Regions from separate parts of the Podarcis muralis genome. Here region 1 is linked to region 2. The links are chromatin contacts, called in public Hi-C maps. All regions are on one chromosome and are shown on one strand. The core of a region is the stretch at or near the end of the contact, and the rest is flanking DNA. Distances in the headings are between cores, read along the strand shown. Region 1 holds the start of NECAP1 (NECAP endocytosis associated 1). Region 2 holds the start of ZBTB49 (zinc finger and BTB domain containing 49).

What was found. A called contact is a pair of places that touch in the nucleus more often than the background predicts.
Region 1: a Hi-C map of blood shows a contact between it and region 2, with 7 times the contacts expected there. The contact joins the promoter of NECAP1 here to the promoter of ZBTB49 in region 2. A contact is called at or near these places in 2 of 3 Hi-C or Micro-C datasets (blood and tail).

Annotation. Positions count from the first base shown.
Region 1 is chr9:80,271,327-80,275,513 of rPodMur119.hap1.1, forward strand. NECAP1 (NECAP endocytosis associated 1) reads right to left here and starts at 2,912. Exons shown (of 8, transcript XM_077934547.1): 1 at 2,731-2,912. The coding sequence starts at 2,897.
Region 2 is chr9:79,949,352-79,953,177 of rPodMur119.hap1.1, forward strand. ZBTB49 (zinc finger and BTB domain containing 49) reads left to right here and starts at 2,385. Exons shown (of 8, transcript XM_077934536.1): 1 at 2,385-3,277. It overlaps LYAR (Ly1 antibody reactive), which reads right to left and starts at 1,683. Exons shown (of 8, transcript XM_077934535.1): 1 at 1,460-1,683. The coding sequence starts at 1,668.

The DNA of each region.
Region 1 (4,187 bases), core at 1,662-4,161, 320 kb after region 2:
CCACCCACCAGACTCATCTTAAACAGTCAGTCCTCAAAAGCATTGAGAAAATGCTCAACTGCTGAGCTGACCTTTGAAAAGCTTTCAAATCTAACAAAGTTCTTCTGTAGGCAACAGCTTTCAAAAAAGAAGCATCAGATAGCATATTCTCCTGTGTGACCAGGCAGGATTCCTTATCATCTGGATGCTCAGGGTTTCCTGAGGAGGTTGTGAAATTGGCTCAGTAGGCAGTTCAGTGAATAAATGCAGACTTCAAAATTTTTACAAGCAATGGCCAAGGACATGTAGTAAATTTTTAGTAGAGCAAATCTCTTTGGTGAAGAAATGCAAAAGTTTCCAAGGAATCTGAAACCATGGGTGGATTTTCCTCGTGCCTGGGGGGCAGAGGGGTGGAACTTTTTGGAAATAGCGCAAATGTGCAGTTCTCACTTTCTGGTGAAAACTCAACTGTCTTTACTGATCATGAAAATGTATATAACCTGGCATTTAGAATTGGATATTTGATATATCTATGAGATTTAAAATCAGTAATGCATTTGTGTCCCCCCCCAAAAAAAATTTTTTTTTACAAATATATCAGTGTTAGAGATGGGATCCTAAAGTGTATCTGAGTTTTAGACCACTAGAAAGGCAGGGACTGTGGGTAGTGGCAGGGATGATGTTTGAAAGTGATACCAACAAAAATGTAATCAACTAAATAATGTTTTATTTTGAAGTGTGATCCAGTCATTGAAATGTTTTCATTGCTTTTCATTTAGTAGATATATATTATTTGTATTTTAACTTATTGAACACTGCTTTGGTAGGTTTTGACTGTGAAGCGGTTTATAAATCTGCAAATAAAATAAGTACTGGGGCTCAGAAACAGAACACTGACCTCTCCAGTTTTGTGCAGAAAAAGAGTACTGTATATTGAAAGAAAAGGCCCAGGAAATAAACGCACCTATAATGTAATTAAGAAGTAGCATAAGTAATTGTGAGCGAGCGCCATTGAAATAACTGGGAATTGCAAGTAAGAGTAAGTGCAGAGTGGGTAACAGTACAGTCAGTTAGCTATCCTGGCCCCAAATGTATTTACATCCTGGTCTATATCAGTAAATGGCATATCCTTGAGACTACTACTAACATGACTCACTTTTTTTTTCCCCCATTACCCTGGAGGATTCACAGTTCCTGATTCTGAACTTCTACTATGGGATCCATTCCAGAGGCATTTCAGCCTTGAATTTGGGGAGATGCAGAGCCTAATGGAAGCCACACTAATGGAAATCAATGACTCCTCTGATTGCTCTGTTCTTTGAACAAGTAACTGGGCTCCAAACCATTTTAAACTAACAGTGTGTGCCTACGCAGGGAGATGTCAGCAGAAAAAGAAGTGTAATTGCTTAGCAGTTATCCACATTCCCTTCCTCCCTGCTCATCTAACCAGCGTGGTCAGCGCTGATGCACAATCTGGAAGATAATCCAGCTCCCTTTGTGACTGTTAGTGACGAGAGGAAAAGGGGAAGAGTGGATTTGTCACTAATGAGAACCGGGATAGGATGACTCAGAGAACACACGTACCGCAAAGGAACAGAGCTGGGGGAAGGGGAAAGAGAAGGGAAGAGAGGATTACAGAAGAAAATGATGTTCCAGAAGGCAACACCAGCAGAAATCCACCTGTGCAGCTAAACACTGAACAGTGGAGCAGCAAGTCTGAGGAAGCGACGCTCTCCATTTTAACATCCCCGTGGGAATGACACACACAGAGACCCAGCAGATGTCACACAACTCCCTTTTGCGCTCCTACAAGGGGGGAAACGCAACCGAGGAAAGGTTGCCTGGCAGATGAAGGCTGGTGAGCAGAGGCTCCCAAACGAGGGGCAAACCAAGGGAAATCCATGCAGCAGAGTTTCTCCTGAACTGGGAAGAATTCAACCCCAGGGGTTCAGCCACAGGCCTTTCAATTTGAAAACATTAATAACAATGTGTTAGTCTGCTTTTAATGTTTACTGATTTTATGGGTCTTTAAAAAATATAAATGCATTTATATAAATGCACACTATTTCAATGTCAGCCTCTCTGGTGTCATTAAAAGAATGAGTTAAGCGTCATTTAAAAGCAGGTGGAAGGCGCCAGAGGAGCCGAGGAACAAAAAAGGCCGCTCCATCTCCAAGGCAGGCGGAGGCGGAGTCCCGAGGACAGCAGGTGCGGGCCAGCAGCAGTGGATCACGACCGCCTTACGCAAGAGGCTCCCCCAGAAGTTGCATTGGGTCGCCATTTACTCCCCGAGTAAACGGGCCACTGCCCCTTAGAGAAGTCTGCAGAGAACGCTGTGCGGTTGCTGCTCCTACTGTCATGGTTGCTATTAACGTAAAATGAGGAGGAAAATTAAGATGTGTTTTTTTTTAAATAACATTAAAAACCCCTCAAATGAATTCCAGCCTCAGCCTCCCTGCGAGGTCTAATCGTCGCCTCCTTCTTCCCACTGGGTGACAACTCTCTCTCTGCAGGTCTCATATAGATATAGATAAATAGGCGGACAGGTGCGCCGAATGAATGCCGGCCACAACAAGAGCCCTGCGAGGGAGGCCGCCCGACCCTCCGCGTGGGAAGCCGTGTGCCCGGCCCGCCGCCCCCTCCCGCCCGCCCGGCCCGCCTCTCCTGCCTGTATCCCCGGTTCGAGGCCCTCGGCGGGATCCTGTAGACGCTGATATCGGGCTTCACGCACAGCACCGACTCGTACTCCACCTCGGGCGCCGCCGCCGCCGCCATCCTCGCCACTCTGGGACGCGGAGCGGGAGGGAGGGAGGGAAGGCGGCAGCCCCGCGCGCGTCCAGCGCCGCCTTTGATTGGGGCAGCGGCGCGGGCGAGGGGACGCGGCCTATCACGTTCGCCGAAGCCCGGGCGGGCGCCATCTTAACCCCTGGCGCACTCTTACGCAACCAGGCCGGCCATATTGCGCAGTCACGACCCGCCGAGGGGCGCCATCTTGGATTTCTGGGCTTGCTGCGTAGACCTATCAAGGGGCAGAGTCGCCTAAGTCGCCAACTCCCGGGTTCTTTAAAGATCTTTTCCCCGCCTCGGCGAGATGTTCCAAAATTGCACCCATTCGGCAGACCTTCTAGCTCGGCTCGCGCTCAGCGCCACGTCGCCCGCTGCTTTATAGATGGAAAGCGGAGCGCCGTCTCCCCAGCTCGGGCTGCCGCAATGGCTCCCTTTCCGCCTTTAAGGAGCCGCCAGACTGGGAGGCGGGCTGAGGGGCGTCTCGGGCGGGTGGGTCTTCGCTGCAACCAGGGGGCTGAATTGCACCATTTACAAACCACGCAATATTGAGATAAGAAGCTGTATTGGCATTTTTAAAAAAAGCTTTACAACTTTTGAAAAACCCCACACACGTTTTCCACCCAAATAAGCCTGTGTTCTTTTTGCTGCTGCCTTTTGCTTTGGGGAGGGCGCGTTGCGATTCAGTCACAATTGTGTGTTAAAATCCTGGGTATATGCCCCTCTCTATTTTTTCTTTTTTTACAAGGGAGAGGGCGAAAGGAACCAAAAAGCTCTGCCTTCAGTCCTTGTATGCGTTCCTCTATTTTCTTATCTCTGTGTCTTTCTAGTCGGCGGCGGTGATTAAGTTGGGCTGCTGAAGTCACGCAGGGAGCCATCTTTCGCCCTGGCAGCCGAGTTTGGGCTCATAGAGAGAAACGGCTTAGAACGAACCCCAGTTGGGAAAGGCTGGACCAGAGTTTTTTAAGTTTTCCCGAGACGAACCTGAGAGCTGCCCTTGGAAAATAATGAAGTTCAAGATTGGCTGTGATTGTTCTCCCTGAGCCCCCCCACCTCTCACCTGCCACACGACGCGTGCCCCTTGGGCAGTCTGGGGTATTTCTTTAAAAAGGTTTAATTACATCACCATCATATTATTTCCACCCACCCCAATATTAAGCTAGCATTAGAAATCGGAAAGATTCCCTTTTCTTTGCTGCCGCCTGGATTTTCATCAGAAAAACCTCACTTCAGAAGGAACCTGAGAGTTTCACCCCCAGAGTTTCTGTCTCTAACAGAGTATTATTGCTTCTATAAAAATATCAAACCAAAGTGGTGGTTTTGAGTTTCAGTCATTGGCAGGTGGGATTGGGCTTGTCTGTATCACTAAACTATTGCATAAAATACTGTGTATGCCTTTCATTTCCAGATAAGGGTAATTGCGT
Region 2 (3,826 bases), core at 1,135-3,634:
ACTTATGACAGGTGGGCAGGACTGTCACCATAACGTCTGGTGACTGACACCTCTCAACATTCAAAGGGGATTTGTTGGTCTAAGGCTTGTGCCCACTTGTTCTTGTAACACCAAACCAGTTTCATTGCAGATTTTTGCACTGAGCTCCTTGGGAGGAAGGGGAGGATATAAACAATAATAGCAATAACAATGAGTTGTCACCACCAAATAATGAAACAAGACTCTGATAACCTACCAGAAATCTTTACCACAATCCATGCAAGAAAGGCATTGGCAATTGCGGCACACAATTACATGCTTTTCAACCTGTCCCTTTTTCACAGACTCTCCACATGCGTTACATGTGAAAACCACCATTTCTTCCAAGATAGCAGTATCTTTCTTCAGAGACTGTTAGAATTGATCCTCTTCAAACAAATTCTAGAAATTAATTAAAAATAGTGTTTTACATGTCCTTTTAAAAAGGCAGGACTAACAAAGCAGAAGTTGATACAATAAAAATATATTTAAACACCCTGCGGAGCATTAAAGACAAAACTATTAAGTTAGCACTGCATAAATAGCACTATATACCCAGGTCCATTAACATTAATGATTCCAGGCATGCTGGTATTTATTGTAAGCAACAAATACATTCAGAATGGGAACAAAATTTCTTAAGGGCTTGAGGGAATAGGGGGGGCAGATCCTTTGGACTACCAAATGAACTGCATGCCAAGAGGAAAGGACCCACCCATCAAATGGAGAGAACTCTGTTTTATATTTTGCACCATTAGGGGAGGGAGTATTTTAAAACTGTAACTGTTCCAGGTACTTTGGCAGAAAACACACACACAAACAAGTATGCTATTTCACAAGCAGCCAACCAAATATGATTTCTCAGAAATCTGGAGGAGCAGCTGGCAAAAAATAGGGTCTGCTGTTTCATGCTTCATATATTATTATTATTATTTATTATTTATTATTATCATTAATGTATTTATACCTCATTTCCCCCCTCCCCCGACAGGGGACTCAAGAATGCTTACAGATAAAAATAAGTGCATCTAAACATGAGGGGAGGGGAAACTATTAAAAATCAATTAAACATTGATTAGAATTAAATATGTATGTATATATATATAAAGATAGATTATAGATAATGATAGATACACTATGTGTGTGTATATACACACGCACGCGCGCACATATGTATATGTAGTTATACGTAAGTTATACATATAGTTATATAGCCTGTTAAAATAAAGCATAAAAGCGGATACAGGCTATAATCCGTTTACCCGGACTCGCCGCCGACGCCACTTTTGCCAGGGAGCGCAACTTACCGCCGTTTCGCGGACTAGCGTTGCCTCGCGGGAGACACGTGTTCGCCGCGTTCACACACTCGCCGTTCTAGCCGCGGATCTAGAAACCGAAACGGTGTCCTGAGGGCCGAGACGGGCTCAGCGGCGGAACTCACCGGCTAAGGATGGCTGGTGGTCCCGCGCCGGGTCTCTCCCCTCGGGCTGCAGCGACGCCTCCGGTGCGCCACCCTCCGCTCCGTCGCGCACCTATGACGACACCGTCGGCGACTCCTTTGAACGTCTCAGGCCTAGAGAGAGAAACGTCGAGAGTAACACCCCCGACGCCCGCAAGGGCGGCAGAGCGGCGCGCTCTAGCCCTCAGCATCTCTATGGGCAAGGAGGTCGCGCGTAGGCGTAGACTTACAGCGTGCAGACTCACACGCCAAGACCAACTTCCGGGTTGATGTCGAAAACCTTTAAAGGAGACGCACAGGACCTTAGCGCCGCAGCTGTGATTATTAGCAAAGAGTCATTAGGGCTGATTTTACATTTAAAATGGGCGTGGGGGTGGAGGAAGAGTCAAAGCCCTAAACATTTATTTTAAATCACATTTCTTTTGCCCGTGCATTGGCAGCAGGGAGGGAGAGGCGGCAGCTTAGGTCCGGTCTGCAAGTAAGGCCGCCAGTTGCGGACCAGGGCGAGGCCGAAATCCTGAGAAATACAGCAAAGGAACCACGAGGAGGTCCCGTTCAGCTGTTCTTCTGTCGCCAGCCATGGCTGAAGCCCCGCAGGCTGGGGGGGGGGGGGGGAGAGAGCGGCGACACCCCTGCAGTGCAGGCCCGGCAGGAAGAGGGCGGACTTTTTTCACTCCCCCCAAAGTCCCCTGGCGAGAACCCTGCCAGCCCTGCATGCGGCCATCGGACCCGCCCCCGCGGCGCCTCTCCCAGCGCAGCAGATCCAGCGCAGGGCGCTTTACTCGCCCGCAGACTTTGCACGCAGCCTCAACGGACTGTGAGAAGAGTCATCTCTCGCTCAACCCCCCCCCCCCCGAACAAAAAGAAAGGCATTTCACTCGAAGAGCAAAGGACATGGGATTTCTCTCTTTGCTCCGACATTTGGGTGGGTTTATATAGACAATCTCCCCGCTGCTAATGGGCAGCTCTCGCTCCTGCCCAGCCGGACAAGGGCCTTGCGGAAAATAGGTTGGGGAGCTTCAAGTGCTTCCTCGATTTAAACACGCCAGCCTCTCCCAGGCCCTCAAGTGGCGCTGCTGGGTTTCTGGCCTGCGGAAGGGCCGGGGCTCAGCCCGCGGGGGTGGCACCTCCAGGGAGGGAGGGAGAGGCAGCCCCGAGCCAGAGGGACTCGGCCAAAGGCCCTTGGGAGGCTCCCCTGCTCCGGGGGAGCAGGAGCCGAGAGAGGAAATCCCTTTCCGACAAAGCAGCAGCCTGCAAAGAGGCCGCGCGCCATTGAATGCGGGAGTCTGGGCAGGCGGGAGTCTATGCCCGAGTTTGCCCAAGGGGCCGCCGTGACGCGACAGGAAGCTGCTGCCGACCAAGATCCCTCCTGCCCGCTCGCGCTCGCCTGCAATGCCTGCGAGGATTTTGCCTTGAGGAGGAGAGCCGGCGAGGAGCCGCCGAGGTCTGGTGTTCAGGGCAGCTCCAGCCTCGACTTTGGGGTGCCACCTGAAAGCCCGCCACAGATTCACTGCCGGGCAAATGCCAGGTGCGGGCTGCGCTTTGCCCCGGCATGCCGCTCAGGTGCCGAGGAAAGCTTCCTTCGTCTGGGCGATGGCATTAAAATGCTGACAAGCGATGCACAAAACAGCCCAGCCAGGCTCTGCCACAAGAGCAGCAGCAGCAGCATAAAGTCTGGACAAATGTGACCGGGAAGTGGAAGAGTCGTGGAGAGCTGCCGTTAAGGCGCAGGAGCAGAGGCGAGGAAAACAGGTGCCTGCCCGCCTTACCTGCTGGCTGGACTTCTTGCAGCCTAAACCTGTGCGTGTTTACCGGGCAGTGAGGCTTGCTAGGTGCAGTGAAACAAATGTTCAGCTAAGTCTGCAGAGAACTGAAGGATGAGACAACTTGCCTCCCTTCTCTAGCATCCCCACCCCCACCCCTGTCCCATCACTCACAATGCACAGGCGCATTTTTAGATGTCATGCAAACTCTCCTTTGCCAATTTCAGTTTTTAAACATCTTGGGATCTCGGGCAGAGACCCTGTGGGCAGAGTTAGAAACTCAGGTATACAGTCATACCTTGGGTTACAGACGCTTCAGGTTGTGCGTTTTCGGGTTACGGATGCACCAAAATCCAGAAGTACCGGAACGGGTTACTTCCGGATTTTGGCGCATGCACAGAAGCACTAAATCGCGCTTTGCACATGCACAGAAGCGCCGAATTGCAACCCGCGTGTGCACAGACGCAGCACTGCGGGTTGCAAACATGCCTCCTGTATGGATCACGTTTGCAACCCGAGCGTCCACTGTATAAGCTCAGTGCCAAATTAAAGCAAAAACCTTAAACCTTTAAACCTTAAAAACCTT